2 separate regions of the Oryctolagus cuniculus genome follow, and region 2 is linked to region 1. The links are chromatin contacts, called in public Hi-C maps. All regions are on one chromosome and are shown on one strand. The core of a region is the stretch at or near the end of the contact, and the rest is flanking DNA. Distances in the headings are between cores, read along the strand shown. Region 1 has its middle 92 kb from the start of TNFSF10. Region 2 holds the start of TNFSF10 (TNF superfamily member 10).

Evidence for each region. Hi-C and Micro-C count contacts between places; a contact is called where the count stands out from the background.
Region 2: a contact with region 1 is called in a Hi-C map of psoas muscle, with 6 times the contacts expected there. The contact joins the promoter of TNFSF10 here to the enhancer-like site in region 1. A contact is called at or near these places in 2 of 6 Hi-C or Micro-C datasets (psoas muscle and an unstated tissue).

What each region holds. Positions count from the first base shown.
Region 1 is chr4:107,632,109-107,639,213 of mOryCun1.1, forward strand. No RefSeq gene overlaps it. Among named protein-coding and RNA genes, the nearest start is that of TNFSF10, 92 kb to the right of the region's middle. Within about 2 kb of position 5,568, at least 2 of the 8 cell types and tissues checked have an H3K27ac peak or open chromatin away from gene starts, as enhancers often do.
Region 2 is chr4:107,725,461-107,732,396 of mOryCun1.1, forward strand. It overlaps TNFSF10 (TNF superfamily member 10), which reads left to right and starts at 2,456. Exons shown (of 5, transcript NM_001329085.1): 1 at 2,456-2,614. The coding sequence starts at 2,456.

The sequences.
Region 1 (7,105 bases), core at 4,318-6,817:
TTGCTTATATTTTTGATGACTTTTAAAAAAATTAGGTTGAAATCTTCATACAAGCTTTTTATCGCATACATCTTTTGTAAATAGTTTTTCCATCTTTCACTCTTAATGGTGCTTTTTGATTAAACTATTGGTTTTTTATACGACAAAAATTAAGGAATGGTTTTTATTGGCAGAAACAATGAATTCAATGAATAACCACTTTTCAGTTTTGTCTGACATCAAACTACTGAAATATGAAACTATTTTCCATATATTTGCAGCATATTTATAAGCAGAGTAGCACAGAAGGGAGTTAATGAGACATTGGTTTAGAGAGGCTGGAATTGTGGCACAGTGGGTTAAGCCACTGTTTGTGATGCTGGCATCCCATTGGAGTTCCAGCTGTTCTACTTCCAGTTAGTTCCCTGCTAATGTGTCTGGAAAAGAAGCAGAGGATGGTCCAAGTCCTTGGACCCCTGCACTCACATGGGAGATCAGGATGGAGTTCTAGGATCCAGGCTTCTGCCTGGCCCCACCCTGGTCATTGTGGCCATTTGGGGAGTGAACTAGTGAATGGAAGCTCTCTCTCTCTTTCTCTCTCTGTCTCTCCTCTCTCTTCCTTTGACTCTCCCTCTCTCTGTAATCCTGCCTTTTAAATGTAAATAAATAAATTTCTTTAAAGAGAAAAAAAGAGAGAGATTAGCTTAGTGCACTATATTAGTGAAACTGATGTGATTAGGTAAAGCTAGCCTTCTTTAACTGAGGCTGGGCATTCATCACCAAATGCTAGTCCTAAATGTGGTTCAGTCTAAATCCACAACCAGCCAAAAAGCACAGAAAAGAATTCGAGGTTAGTGGGCCAGTGTTGTGGTGCAGCAGGTGCGCCTGTACCAGTGGCATTCCATATGGGCACCAGTTCATGTTCCGACTACTCCACTTCTATCCAGCTCCCTGTTAATGGCCTGGGAAAAGCAGTGGAAGATGGCTCAAGTGTTTGGGCCCCTGCCACCCATGTGGGAGATCCAGATGAAGTTCTTGGGCTTGCCTAGCCCATCCCTGGCTGTTGTGGCTATCTGGGGAGTGAACCAGCAGATAGAAGATCTCTCTTTGTCTCTCCTTCCCTCTCTGTAATTCTGACTTCAAATAAATAAGAAATCTTTTTTAAAGAGGAAGAAGAATAAACACTGTATTAGAAAAAGACACATGATTGTGATTCCTTTTCTGAGTTTCCTCACCACAATTCCTATAGGGTATGATTAGGCAGAAAGCAAAAATTATTATGTGAAAACATCCACTGGTGAACTGAATATTCATAAAATTGTTCCCCTCCCAAACAGCCTTCCCTGCTTAGCTAGAATGACTTCCCCTGATCAACAAGCCAAAACTCTTCTGTTCTGTGTCTTACTGAGTGTAGTGAAGTGACACCTTGACAGTAGGGGCTTTATTTTAGAGCACCTGAGACTCCATCTTGAAAAAGCGCCCCCCACCATGAGACTCTGGTCTGAAACTAACGATGGTCTAAAACTCAGACAATAACATAACACTGCATCCCACTTGGCAGAACGTAGAAACTCCCTAGCATGGTCGCTCAAGCTTTAAACAGATAGACTGCCCCTGGATTAACGTTACGATTGTAATTTGTCTATTGTCAAAATTGTAATTGATAGTAGTTTCCCATAGGCCTTAGGTCAGCCTGACCCTCGTAACCACATATTCCCCCTGATCCTAGCAACCACGTATTCCCTCTCCCCTCCTTGTGGCTTTTTGCCTTTATAAAGCCTGTTGCTTTGAGCAACGAGAGTTCTTTAGGGCATGAGCCTGCTCTCCATCTCCGCCAGTAAAGGACCACCAAATTTTTATCAATGTGTGGTGCTCCTCTGCTTGCACTCAGGTACAACAGTAGCATATTATAAACATCTGAAAACACAACCCAAATAGATGGCAAAGCAATTTCACTCTTGCAAAGAATTCAGAATTCCATGAAATTGCTTAAAATGATGTTGAACAACTGCTCCTATCTTTAGTTAAGTATCAAGATTAGGTAAAATTGAAAAATAAAAAATACATAGGAATTAGATAAATTAACAACACAAATAAGCAAGAATGATGACCCTACAAATGCCTCCAAAAAGGAACCAGCTTAAATATTAAAGAATTTTTTTAAATCCCTGTGAAAAACTGATAAATACTTTGGATTAAAAATTCTTTTTTTTTTTTACTTTTTCATGAAAATGATGCAGTTTTGGTGATATTGCACACAGGTGATATTACTCAATAGTGTTGTACTCTGCTATCCTATAGTCTCATCCAAGAAAACACGTCTTCTTTATACCAAGTCAACTCCCCTACACTCAGTGCATAGTTGCCATTCATCATATACATTTTGTTAATATTCACATGATTTTTTCATTGTGTGCTCTCTATTACAAGAGGATTAATTAATTTTGGCCCATTGGTGGCCCCATTTATCCTGAGACGGGAAACATATCATTGAAATCTGTTGTATGTGAATAACATTAGAGAGTGAGTTTATTTGCTGCACCCACATCTTGTATCAGGCACTTTTCCAGGAGGTGCCTCACTTTGTAGACAGCATAACCGAGGCACAGAGCAGATGAGTGCTCTGCAGAAGTCATGGTGACGGTGTTTGAGTTCATGTCCATCTGCCTCCAGAAATCAGCTTAGAGGCTGTTGCCTGAAGGGCTCCCCAATCAGAGGCAGCTAGAAACCCAAGGTGAATCGTTTTACTCTTCAATCCTCTGTTCCTTGAACGAGAAAACGAGGTCTGCACTCTGACTCTTCCTAGGCAAGGACTGGGCTAAAATATGCTTCGTGCCTGCTGAGGGCATACACAAGTCGCAAAGCACCTTCTCATCCATCCTATTTTGTGCTCACTGCCACCCTACAATGTAGTGGGGAAGCGGCAAGCAGGCAAGCGTGCTAGCGTGCTCCGGGGCTCCAAAAGCTGAAATGGGCTGGCCAGGTGTTAGGCAGGAAGGTAGAAATGAACCCATGTGTGTGTGAGGGGAGCCTGAAGACCAGCACCTGCTGCAGAAGCCCCAGAAGCCCAGCACCTTGCACTTCCAAGTCCTGCTCAGACCCTGATAACCTTCCAGGTGGTCCCAGCCCTTCCCCCAAGGAAAGCTCCCAGAATTCTCTCTCCTCAGGACCAGATGAGTTCCCTGACTTGGTAACATGGGGCAATAAAACCTTCACAGAGGCCCTAAGGGAAGCCCCCCACCCCACCCCGCTCTGCCCGGTGCCAGCACCTCTGGGGAGGAATCTGCTCAGTTACCCTCCACAAACCCTTTCCCTTTGTCATAGAGGAGGAGGAGGGAAAGGAGAAACCTGGCCCCCATTTCCTTTATAAGCCCCAATCTAAACAAAAACTGGGCACGCTCAGCCCTCTGCTCTCTGCTGAGCCGCCCACCTCGCCTGCCCAGGTGTATTCTCTCCGTTCAGCCAGGTAACCTCCCTTTCTCCCAGTCGTAGCCCCAGTAAAACCTTATTACTTTGCTCTCTGTCTCATGCCGGAGTCCTTTCTTGCATGAAGACAAGAAGCCCACGGCTTCCACAGCTCTTTTCTCCGGTGACACAGGGACCCTCAGCTCAAACGCAGCGCTGCTGAGCCTGGCAGTGACTCCTCTATGCTGCCGGCGCACTGCTGTTTTCTCTGTACTTCGCCCACGTCTGGCATGAGAAAGAATGAGAAATTTACTGATAAAGTTAACACCTAAACATCTTCACCAAGCCCATTGCCTTCATACTGTGTGACATTTTCCCAGTGCATAACTTTGGTGCGTCCTTCCTGAGAGTGGTACCCACAACACCAGCAAGAGGGAGCCTGGAGATCACACTTGCCCTCCCCTTGGAGTCAGAAGAAGGTCCTGGCTCAGGAACTTTGTATTATTCAGATCCATCCGGGTTCTCAGTCCCAGGTTAAGTGTGCTCTTTAGGGGAGCTGAGAGAGGAAGGTACTGGACACAGATTCTGTAAAAATTAACAGCCCCTGAAGTTATTTCCTTTCCGTTGCACTTGTCAGTTTTACTTTCTGTTTCTTAGAATTAGCTTCCATTGTTCCTCTGTATTAGGGAGGACCGAGACAATAGCAATAACCCAGCTGGAATTCGTGAAGTTTGTTAATTTCTCCTAGAATGCTAGATTCTTCAGATCTCTAAGGTTTATGCCCATAGCCCTGAAATTGATTGGATTCATCTCACTTTTGGGGCCTGGGCTCTACTTCCCTCACCAACACACCTGCTCCCTCTCCAGCTGTCACTGAAGAGAACACAGCAAACAACAGGATTACATTTGGACCCTACCACCACAAGGCAAGAAAGACCATAAAATACCTTGATCCTGCACAAACAGTAAGGGAGAGCAGTAACTGGAAATAAAAACGATTGACTCAAACCCCCTCATGTGTATTCTGAGTTTGGCTGTATCAAAAGCTAGGGTTGCTTTTGTTTTTTGCATTATTTTCCCCTCTCTATCAATAAGGACATCAGTTAGGATTTTCTCTCCATGCTGAGTAAGTGTTTTGGGTTTTGTCTCAAGTCAATATGACTTTTGTTCAGATTCTTGGGCAAATATGAAAATGAACTATTTTGCCATCTTGAAGTTAAGTAAAATGTTTTCTGAAACACTCCGTCTAGTCACCGGGAAATTCCAGATTAATCTTCCGGCAAATGTAGTTGATTTATGAGTCACTGTTAGCCACTCAAGTGAGTGGTGCCTGGATGCCTGCACTTGCTCAACTGGGTTCAGACACCACCACGCCCCCACAGCGTCTTCATCTGACCAACAAAAAGTCAAGGGAGAACGTGGTTTCCATGTAAGAGAGCCACTAGATAACAAAGACACTTCTGCAGCTTTAGCTTTACCAATATAGACATGCAAATCAGTGACTACGTATCCTACATATACATGCACACATATAATGTGGACACGTATACACATATGAATACGTGCATGCATATATGTATATAGGCATACATATATGTGTATGTATGTAGATAGATAGATAGATAGCTCCTTTCCTCTGAAGAACTCAAAATATGTTTTTTCTCCTTGCTTGCATTTTCCTTCTCAGAAAAGGGAAAAAGAGGAGAAATCAAAACTGCCGTTCACCTGAGGTCACCTGGTGAATTCAGCCTTGCTTGCACAGTTAGAGCTGCCTCTGTCAGCTTTTGAGGCTTGTGGGGAAACATAAATCCTGCTACACATGGACCATAATGACCTTAGGGCACTTAGTGCGGATATGCCTAGGTGGAGTTCTGGAATTTCCAGAAGTTCAAAGGGAAACAATAAATCCGCCTTGGTTTTTTTCCATGCAGTGAACAAAGCAAGCACAATACCCACATCCCCAGGATGTGTGCAGCACTCCAGATTCTCCTCCCACAGCTCATTCACACATGAAGTTTTCAGAAGGGGGTCCCTCAGAACCACGTCCCCCGGTCTGGGCAGCAAATGGAACTGGAGCATTGTCTGTCTCTGAGCCTATTCTATTCAGCCCCAAACAAGGAGAGGCAAAGGCTTTTTGAAAAAGTTTGCCAGTTGATGGCCAAGGTTAAAGGGAATCCACGGGGATATTTAGTGACTAGAACTCGACATTTCCTTCTCTTTCATATTTCAGGGTTAGAGCCTCGGAACTTCTGTTCAGGGGAGAAAACCCCAGGCAACTGCCGCTGCTGCTCAGCTTCAGGCCCACCAGGGTCCTGCAGAGAGAGCCCTGGTGCCTGCCAGAGGTGAGAAAGGAGCCGCAGCCAGACCCAGGAGAGGGGAGATGCGTCGATTAGCTCATCCCTCGTCCTGCCACGGCAAATGAAAGGAAATGAAATCTTTTAATTGAATGCTTTGCCTGCCTTGACAAGATTGAATTTGTCCAGCTTTAAGAGAAAAAATGAAAGTCAGCATTAAAAGGGGAACTGGCTTTGTGTAAAAATCAGTATTGTTAACCCCCAAGAGTCTCTTTGAGAAATTATTATTACAAAAAGAAAGGTGAATTGGGGAGAAAAATTTGTATGTGTATCTATATATTATAATTCTATATTAATAATAGATAAGTCTATGTTCTTTGCCATTTGTGTTTCTTCTAGCAACACATTAAGACGTGTTTTCTTTTGTTTAGGTCTAAATCCTTCTCATGTATATCTTCCTTCTTTCTTCTTCTTTGTTTTACTTTCTTCATCTCTAATTTAATTTCCTGAAGATAGAATCAGGAAGAGAAAGAAAGAAAAAAGTTCGATGAGTCCTGACAACGCTTCTAAGAACTTCCAGTATTTTTACTGGAGTAAGACTATATAGAAAGACATGGGCTTGGACGTTCCTAGTTCAGCTAGAAAAATCTGCTTTAAATATTCAGTTTAGTCTGAGATAAAGTAGTGAACTAAAGGTTCATCTTCCAGAAGCAAAAAAACCACCAGGAACACTCTCAAGCCACGCCCACTCCCACCTTCCTTGTGTGAAAATGTACCTTTGTTCATTGCACATCTGTGCACGCATGCTGAGCAGGGTGTTTGTTCACTGTGATTGTCTTGCCAAATCCGGAGCGTGAGCCTGATTTCCCAGAATTAGTTACGTTTTCCTGAAGTTCACTTTCGCTCAGCTCTTTCAGTTTTGTTTCTCATTATTCCAAATGAGATAACAGAAATTAGAGCTAGAAGGATTCAAGTCCTCTCATTCCGTGTATCCAGAAAATCAGAACTGGTGGCTTGCTCTAGCCCTCCTCATCTCCATATAGACATTTTATGAGTTTTGAAAAGTAGCCTTATTCTGGCTTTAAACATTAGGTAAAATTCCACACTCTTCAATTATTTGTGTGAAAGTTAAGATCCCTAATTACACTTACAGCCATCCGGGAGTCAATTTTATTAAGTCAAATGACTGCTCATGAATGGAAAATATATTTAAAGACAACTTAGACAAGTGTTCCTCTCCTGTTTGGACATGATAGTCAACATATTTAACAAGTGGCAGGGCCCAGGCACTAACCTAGGGATGCAGATACCAGCCATAAACACCTGTCTAAGTGAAGCACGCATCCTAGGGCAATAACAATGCCTTGCCTTGCCTTGCCTTGCCTTGCCCTGCCTTGCCTTGCCCTGCCTTGCCCTGCCTTGCCCTG
Region 2 (6,936 bases), core at 1,206-3,705, 90 kb after region 1:
TACTGTGCAGGAACTTGATAGGTAGTGACTTAAACTCATATATGTTGTGAAAGAGAAACTCCTCCTGGCCCTCATGCTCACCCCCAACAGGAAAGGGCCACCAGCATAGCTCAAGTAAGAAGGGAATTCCATGTCGGTGCGGACGGTCTGTGGGCTGGAGAAGGAGTTCTCAGAGACTCTAATAAAAGTGTGAGCACAGGGGTGGCCTTAGCTTGTCAGCATGGAAAACTTGCCCCACAGTCAATCAGACAAGGGCCAACTTAGGCCTGTGCTGTCTGTTAACAGCGGATGTAGGTGGCTTCTGAGCACTCCATGTGGCTAGTGTGACTGAGGAACTGAAATTTTTGTTTTATTCATTTTTTAAAAATTATTTTCACTATATTTGAAAAGCAGAGAAACAAAAAGAGATCTTCCACTCCACAAATGCCCCCAACAGCAAGAGATGGGTCAGGCCAAAGCCAGGAACCTGAAACTCATTTCGAGTCTCCCAGAGACCAAAGTACTTGAGCCCTTATCTGTTGCCTCCCAGGGTGCACGTTAGCAGGAAGTTGTATCCGAAGCAGAGGAGCCAAGACTCAAACCAGGAACTTGGATATGGGCTGCAAGTGTTCTAAGTGGCATCTTAACTGCTGCCCCAAATGCTCACTCCTATTTTATTCTATTTTAATTTAAATTTTAAAACTGGTATTGCAGTTAATGGGAAATTTTGAACTATGTTTGGAAAAGTGTGATATGATAATCTACTTTTCCTACTATAAATTCATGAAATCTGAATACAGTCAAGCCTTCTGATGAAGAGTTAGTGTCTGAATTGCTATCTGCTGAAAGTATGAAATACATGCAGAATTTCAAAATCTTGGTGTGAAGAAGAGAATGCCACTGTTTTAAAAAAGACTTTGGTTGAAGTTGGAATGTATTTAGGATGTTTTGGATTAAACAAAAATATATTATTGAAATTAATTTCACCTGCTTCCTATTGTTTTCCCTGACCGTAGCAATTGGTGCCATTCACTGGGGGCTTCCTGGAGGTTGGGATTTGTACTGAATCCTTTTATTAATCCTCAGGAGTACAGCTATCCAAATGACCGAGGTGCATGTCCTTAGTCTTTCTGGGTGACATTTTCTGGAACTCCTTGTCTATCACTGCCAGCAAAACCTTACAAAGGCTTAGGTAGGATTAAATCTTTCAATTGATGAGCAGGCTGTGTGTGCACTCTCTATAAATACAGTCGGACAGGTAAGTCTGCATTTACTGTGCACCCTCCTTGTGTCAGCCTTGAGAAAGTCACCCTGCCTCCCCAACACCTTCTGCAGAGACGCCCTCATGCTTCCCACTTGGCAGACGATGTGGCTTGTGAATAGAGCCCTTAGGAAGCCAGCTATGACCGTCAGGAAGCATCAGGGCTGAGATCTCATCCCCGGCAGTCTGAACGCTTGAGCTGTTTGCTGGCACCCCACCCCACACCGCCTTGCCTGCAACACTGCCAGGGTGCAGAGCTGTGGCATGGAGGCCACAGTGTCACCACTGGATCGACACCAAAGGATGCTTTTCCCAATTGCAGTCACATCCCCATGTGAAATGGCAGCAGAGAAAATATTACCCTGGTTCTTCGTCTCACATGGAAGAAGAATTTCCAAGTGAAGGCAAAGATTTAAAAGCAAGATTTATTAAAGTCAGAAACCTCCAGCCAGAGTGACCTGGAGGAAGCTCAAAGAAAGGCAAAACCCTATGGAGTATGGTGGTACTGGGGTTTTTAAGCACAATTTTGGGGAAGAAGAAACTTACCGGCTTGACATTCAGTTACAAGGCAAGGACAAAACCCATCAAAAGACCTGATCTGCAGTCTTCTTTGCCGGAGGGGTGAAATAGGTAACTTGTTTTTACAGAAACTGTGAGCTCAGGATGGAATCCCCACTCCCCTGCTATTCTTATGATAAAACTGGACGCTTTCAACTTTGCTAAAGATAACTTTTGGAGGAAGAAAGCATTTTGCACCCTAAATTTCCACTGGGACCAACCTGACTGCCTGTCCATCCATCTGATTCCTCACACCCAGACCAGAGTGACCCCAGGCTGTGGGCAGACTTGCAGGGTTCCTGTGGCAGCCTGCAGCCTGACAGATGTGCGGTGGTGCCTGGGAGTTGACAGGGTTTCTGGGCATGCATGGTCCACAAACAGGGTTCAGAAGGCACTTTGTGCTGGAATGGGAGCCCTTTGACTTAAGCACTTTTGGTTCTGAATGTTTTTTTAAAAGGAGTGGCTAACTCCTTGATCCCTGACATTGCTACTATAAAAGAGAAAGAACATCGGGGAATTTTACTCTTGTGCCCTTGAGCTTGTTCTCCAGCAGGCTGCCTTCAGTGTCGCTTCCTGGTTGGTAGTAAATGAAACTGAGACTCCACCTCCCTTCCCCGGCTCTCTGCTTGCCTCACAGTAACCAGCTGCCTGGCTGACATGGGGCATTCAGACCCAGACAGAGGCATGTCCTCTGTGCAGGCCCTGGGGGGCCCCAGTGCCGGGCAGACCTGCGTGCTGATCCTGATCTTCACAGTGCTCCTGCAGTCCCTCTGTGTGGCCGTGACTTACCTGTACTTCACCAACGAACTGAAGCAGGTCAGTACAATGCACAGTCCTGGAGGCTGTCAGCAACGGCCAGGTAGCTGCCTCTCCTGGCCCTCCCAGCTTGTGTCTCCTTGAAGACTTTGCTATGCAAGAAAATGCTCCCTTTCTCTGTCTGTAGACTCAAACTGCAAATGCATGTAATGCCTAGGAACTTCACCAAAGTCCGGGTTCAACGGACTGTGTGAAGCAACTGCACTTGCAGGACCGGCTGCACTAGATTCTTACAGGGGCAGCAAACACAACTCCCAAGGGGGTTTTCTGGTTCTTCCCCAGGGAAGAGAGGCAAAGTCTGGGTCCTCAGTTCAGCCACCTTGGAGTGTTCAATCAGAGTGTTTTCCTGGGCGTTTGTGGATTTATTGTTTTGTTTGTGGTTGTCTTTAAAAAAAAGAAAAAAGAATGCATTTTATAGCATTTGCAACTGCTACCATTCATGAGTGCTTTCTGCTCCAGGCTTTATCAATGCCTTATCCTTCTTGACTCATGAATTCTAGAGAGTGAGGGTAGCTGTGCTGGCACAAGGCCCATGTCTGGTTTTGCTACCAATTGCACATCTGGGGTCGAGTGTGCAGATCCCAGGAAGGTGTTAACATCTTTGTTGAGTGAAGGGCAGCCTTCACCAATGTGGTAGGGGCCACTAATATACAGGCAGAAAGAGCAGAGTCAGGGTGTGATCCACAGGTGGTCTTCAGCCACAGAACACTGCTTTTTTGTGTTCCGTGTGCAGCTAATGCCAGTGGAGTCTCAGGCAGACATGGCAGAGAGTTCACTTTCGGGTTCTCCACAGAGAGAAATGCTCTGTATGCACTATATGCTTATCCTCAGACGTCAGTCCTGTTAACCAGCATCGGGACTTTGTTCCCATGGCTTTTTTTTTTTTTTTTTTTTCAAAAATATAGTTGTTTCTGTGCTTCACAGAGAGAAGCCAAACTTTCAGAAGTTATCAAGTAGAATAATATGTGTATGAACTAAAGTCAGAAGCAGGCTGGAATGTCAGGTTTCTTTTCCCCACAAGACCTAAGGGACAGGAGGTACATGGGATCTTTGAGATATGTTTTTGTTCTAGCCCCATGGCATTTCTGTGTTGACAATAAGTGAGAACAAAAAGGCCTGGCATTCTGCCACTGCTTGACACAGCTGTGTTTTGGGTAAAGTCTATGATAAAGAAATTATCAGACTCAACATTTGGCTATTCATGAGAAAATATTTGAAAATAAAATTGTACTCTATGCTCATGGACTGTCTGGGTACAAGCACAAGTATATTAAGCTTTTTGACTATAAGACTTCTAGAAGTATGAATGTGAAAGTACTGAAAATAAGCCAACTCAACTTATTATTCCTTATGTCTGTTTTGCCCAATCAAGTATCATTGAGAGTTACAAGCTGGCAGGATCTTCCCACTCCCAACCCCCTCTCTCTGAGGACACTACAGACCTCCCAAGGAACTGTATTGCCCCAGCTCAGACCAGGCTTTGGAGGTAGAGCTGGGGCTAGCTCTAAGGTCTGCAGGTACCCACATCATGTTCTTCCTTGCACAGCAGTGTCGATAGGGTCAACATAGTTGCATCTTGTGATTTGCGCAACATCAAATGTGACAATTGACTAGGAAAGACAAGGAGAGTCTCAGAAAAATATAATTTGCACAAAAGTCACAGAGTGTTCACTGTCTGTTAAGGAAATGTTAATATTAATTTAGTTATCTGTAGAATATAAATGTAGTTATCTCAGTAGGCTAGACATTTTTCCTTTGCAAATGGATAACAGACTTTGGTTTTATATACAAGTAATTATTAAAATTATGATTATAATCAGATGACTTGGCACATTTAAAAGAGACTACCTATTTCAAAGAAAAAGCATTACTATGACTATAACCACACCTTTAGTTCTAAGTCTACATAGAAGCTTGTAATAATGCAATGTTGGCAAATCTGGAGCCAGCCCAACCTCCCAACCTAACCTTTGTTTACTCACAGCATAAACAGAACGAAGCTGATTTTCCATACATAGTAGCTGCATGAAATTGCACACATTATCAGGTGGTCCAATGTTAAGACTCAGTAACTAATTTTCTACTGAGCTATGTCATACAATTTTCTATTTTTTAAAAAACAAGATTTAAAGATTTTTTAAAAATGTCTTCAGTACAAATGGAATTTTTTTTAAAGATTTATTTATTTATTTATTTGAAAGGCAGAGTTACAGAGAGAGAGAGGCAGAGGCAGAGAGAGAGGTCTTCCTTCTGCTGGTTCTCTCCCCAGATGGCCACAACAGCTGGAGTTGTGTCGATCCGAAGCCAGGAGCCAAGAGCTTCTTCCTGGTCTGACAAGACCCCAAGTACTTGAACCGTAATCTGCTGCCTCCCAGCATGTGCATTAGCAGGAAGCTAGAATCAGGAGTGGAGCAAGCAGCAGAACCAAGACACTCTGATATGAGATGCAGGTGTCCCAACTGGAGTCTTCACCACTGTGCAAAATGCCCCAACCTGCTCCTGCATTATCTTTTAATTCTACCTTTTTAAGCCCCACTGCACACATACAAAAGAATTCAGTGAGAATTCTAGAAATAGAGGATAATTAACAGATACTAAAAGATTGTTATGTACCAGAAACTTGGGTAAGGATTGCCCTGTTTCATCCTCATGACAAACCACCATGTGTATGATGGCACCAAGAGCAGCCATCATGGAAACTCACTTCTCAGAACCAAGGGTTTCTGGAGCTGCAGACCAGTGCAAAAGCAGCCTCCACTTCCAGAGGTGACCACACTGCCCCAGTCCTCTCCCAGATGTGGTTAGCAAGACGAGAGCCCAACCGGCAGGGTACTGCAGGAAATTCATGGTTTAGGTAAGGAGGATGTGGTGAGGATCAGAGAAGAGAGGCACATCACATTAATAATCACTCACTATTCCCAGAATAACCACAGCACCACCACCCCAAGCACCATGTGTCTAGTCACTAGCCATGGCCAAGGTCAGTGTGAGAAACTACCGTATATGATTATGAAGGAAATATGTGGCAAGGGGGAGGGTGGCTGGAGCTTGATCTCATTGTTTAGAAATCAATATTGGGATATACACGGTGCCGTAGTAAGCTAAGCCTCTGCCTGTGGTGCCAGCATCCCATATGGGTGTTAGTTCATGTCCCAGTTGCTCCTCTTCCAATCCAGCCTTCTGCTATGGCCTGGGAAAGCAGTAGAAGATGGCTCAAGTCCTTGGGCCCCTGCACCCGTGTGGGAGACCTGGAGGAAGCTCCTGGCTTTGGATTGGCATAGCTCTGGCCATTGCAGCCATCTGGGGAGTAAACCAGCAAGTGGAACCAGTGAGGCAGCAGATTATGGCTCAAGTACTCGGGGTCCTGCTATCCACGTGGGAGACCAAGATGGAGTTTCCAGCTTCTGGCTTTGGGCTGGACCAGCTCTGTATGTTGAGGGCATTTGAGGAGTAAACCAGAGGATGCAGATATTTCTGTGTGTGTGTGTGTGTGTGTGTGTCCCTCTATCTGTAACTCTGCCTCTTAAATAAATAAATCTTGAAAAACAAGCAATCAATATTTATGCATAAAAATATTTAGAAAGACAAACATCAAAGTATTGATAACTGTGATCTCTACATGATAGAATTAGAGGTGTCTTTTTGCCTTTTAATTTTTCTATGTATTATTAGTTTTCTGTGGTGAATGTCAAAAAAACATCTATGCCATTCATAAGTCTCTTTTTTAAAAAAAGATTTATTTATTCATTTATTTGAAAGGCAGAGTTATATATAGAGAGGAACAGAGAGAGAGAGAGAGAGAGAGAGAGAGAGAGATCTTCCATCTGCTTGTTCATGCCCCAAATGACCACAACAGCTTGGGCTAGGTGAGGCTGAGGCCAAGAGCTTGGAACTCCAAGTACATGAGCCATCTTCCGCTGCTTTCCAGGCACATTAGCAGGGAGCTGGATCAGAAGTGGAGCATCTGGGGATAGAACTGGTGTCCACATGGGATGCTGGCTTCAGAGACAGTGGCTTAACCTGCTGCACCACAATGCAGGCTCCTCTTTATATAAGTCTTAAGAGAAGACAGTCACTGTATACGCATAGTCTGATCTTGACCTTGTAGACAAAAGAGATCATTCGAAGTTTAATGAAGAGGAAAGATTTTGAGTGTTTTTGTTTGTTTTGTTTTACTTTTTTAGTGGGTTGGAGCTTTTTTGTCTTTTCCCCCTATGTTTAGAAAAACATTATTTCACTTTTCCATGTTTTCTAGGTTGCCTGTGCATCCTGAATGTATCCAAGCTTCATTAACCTTGAGAAATAATGGAGCCACCTTAGCT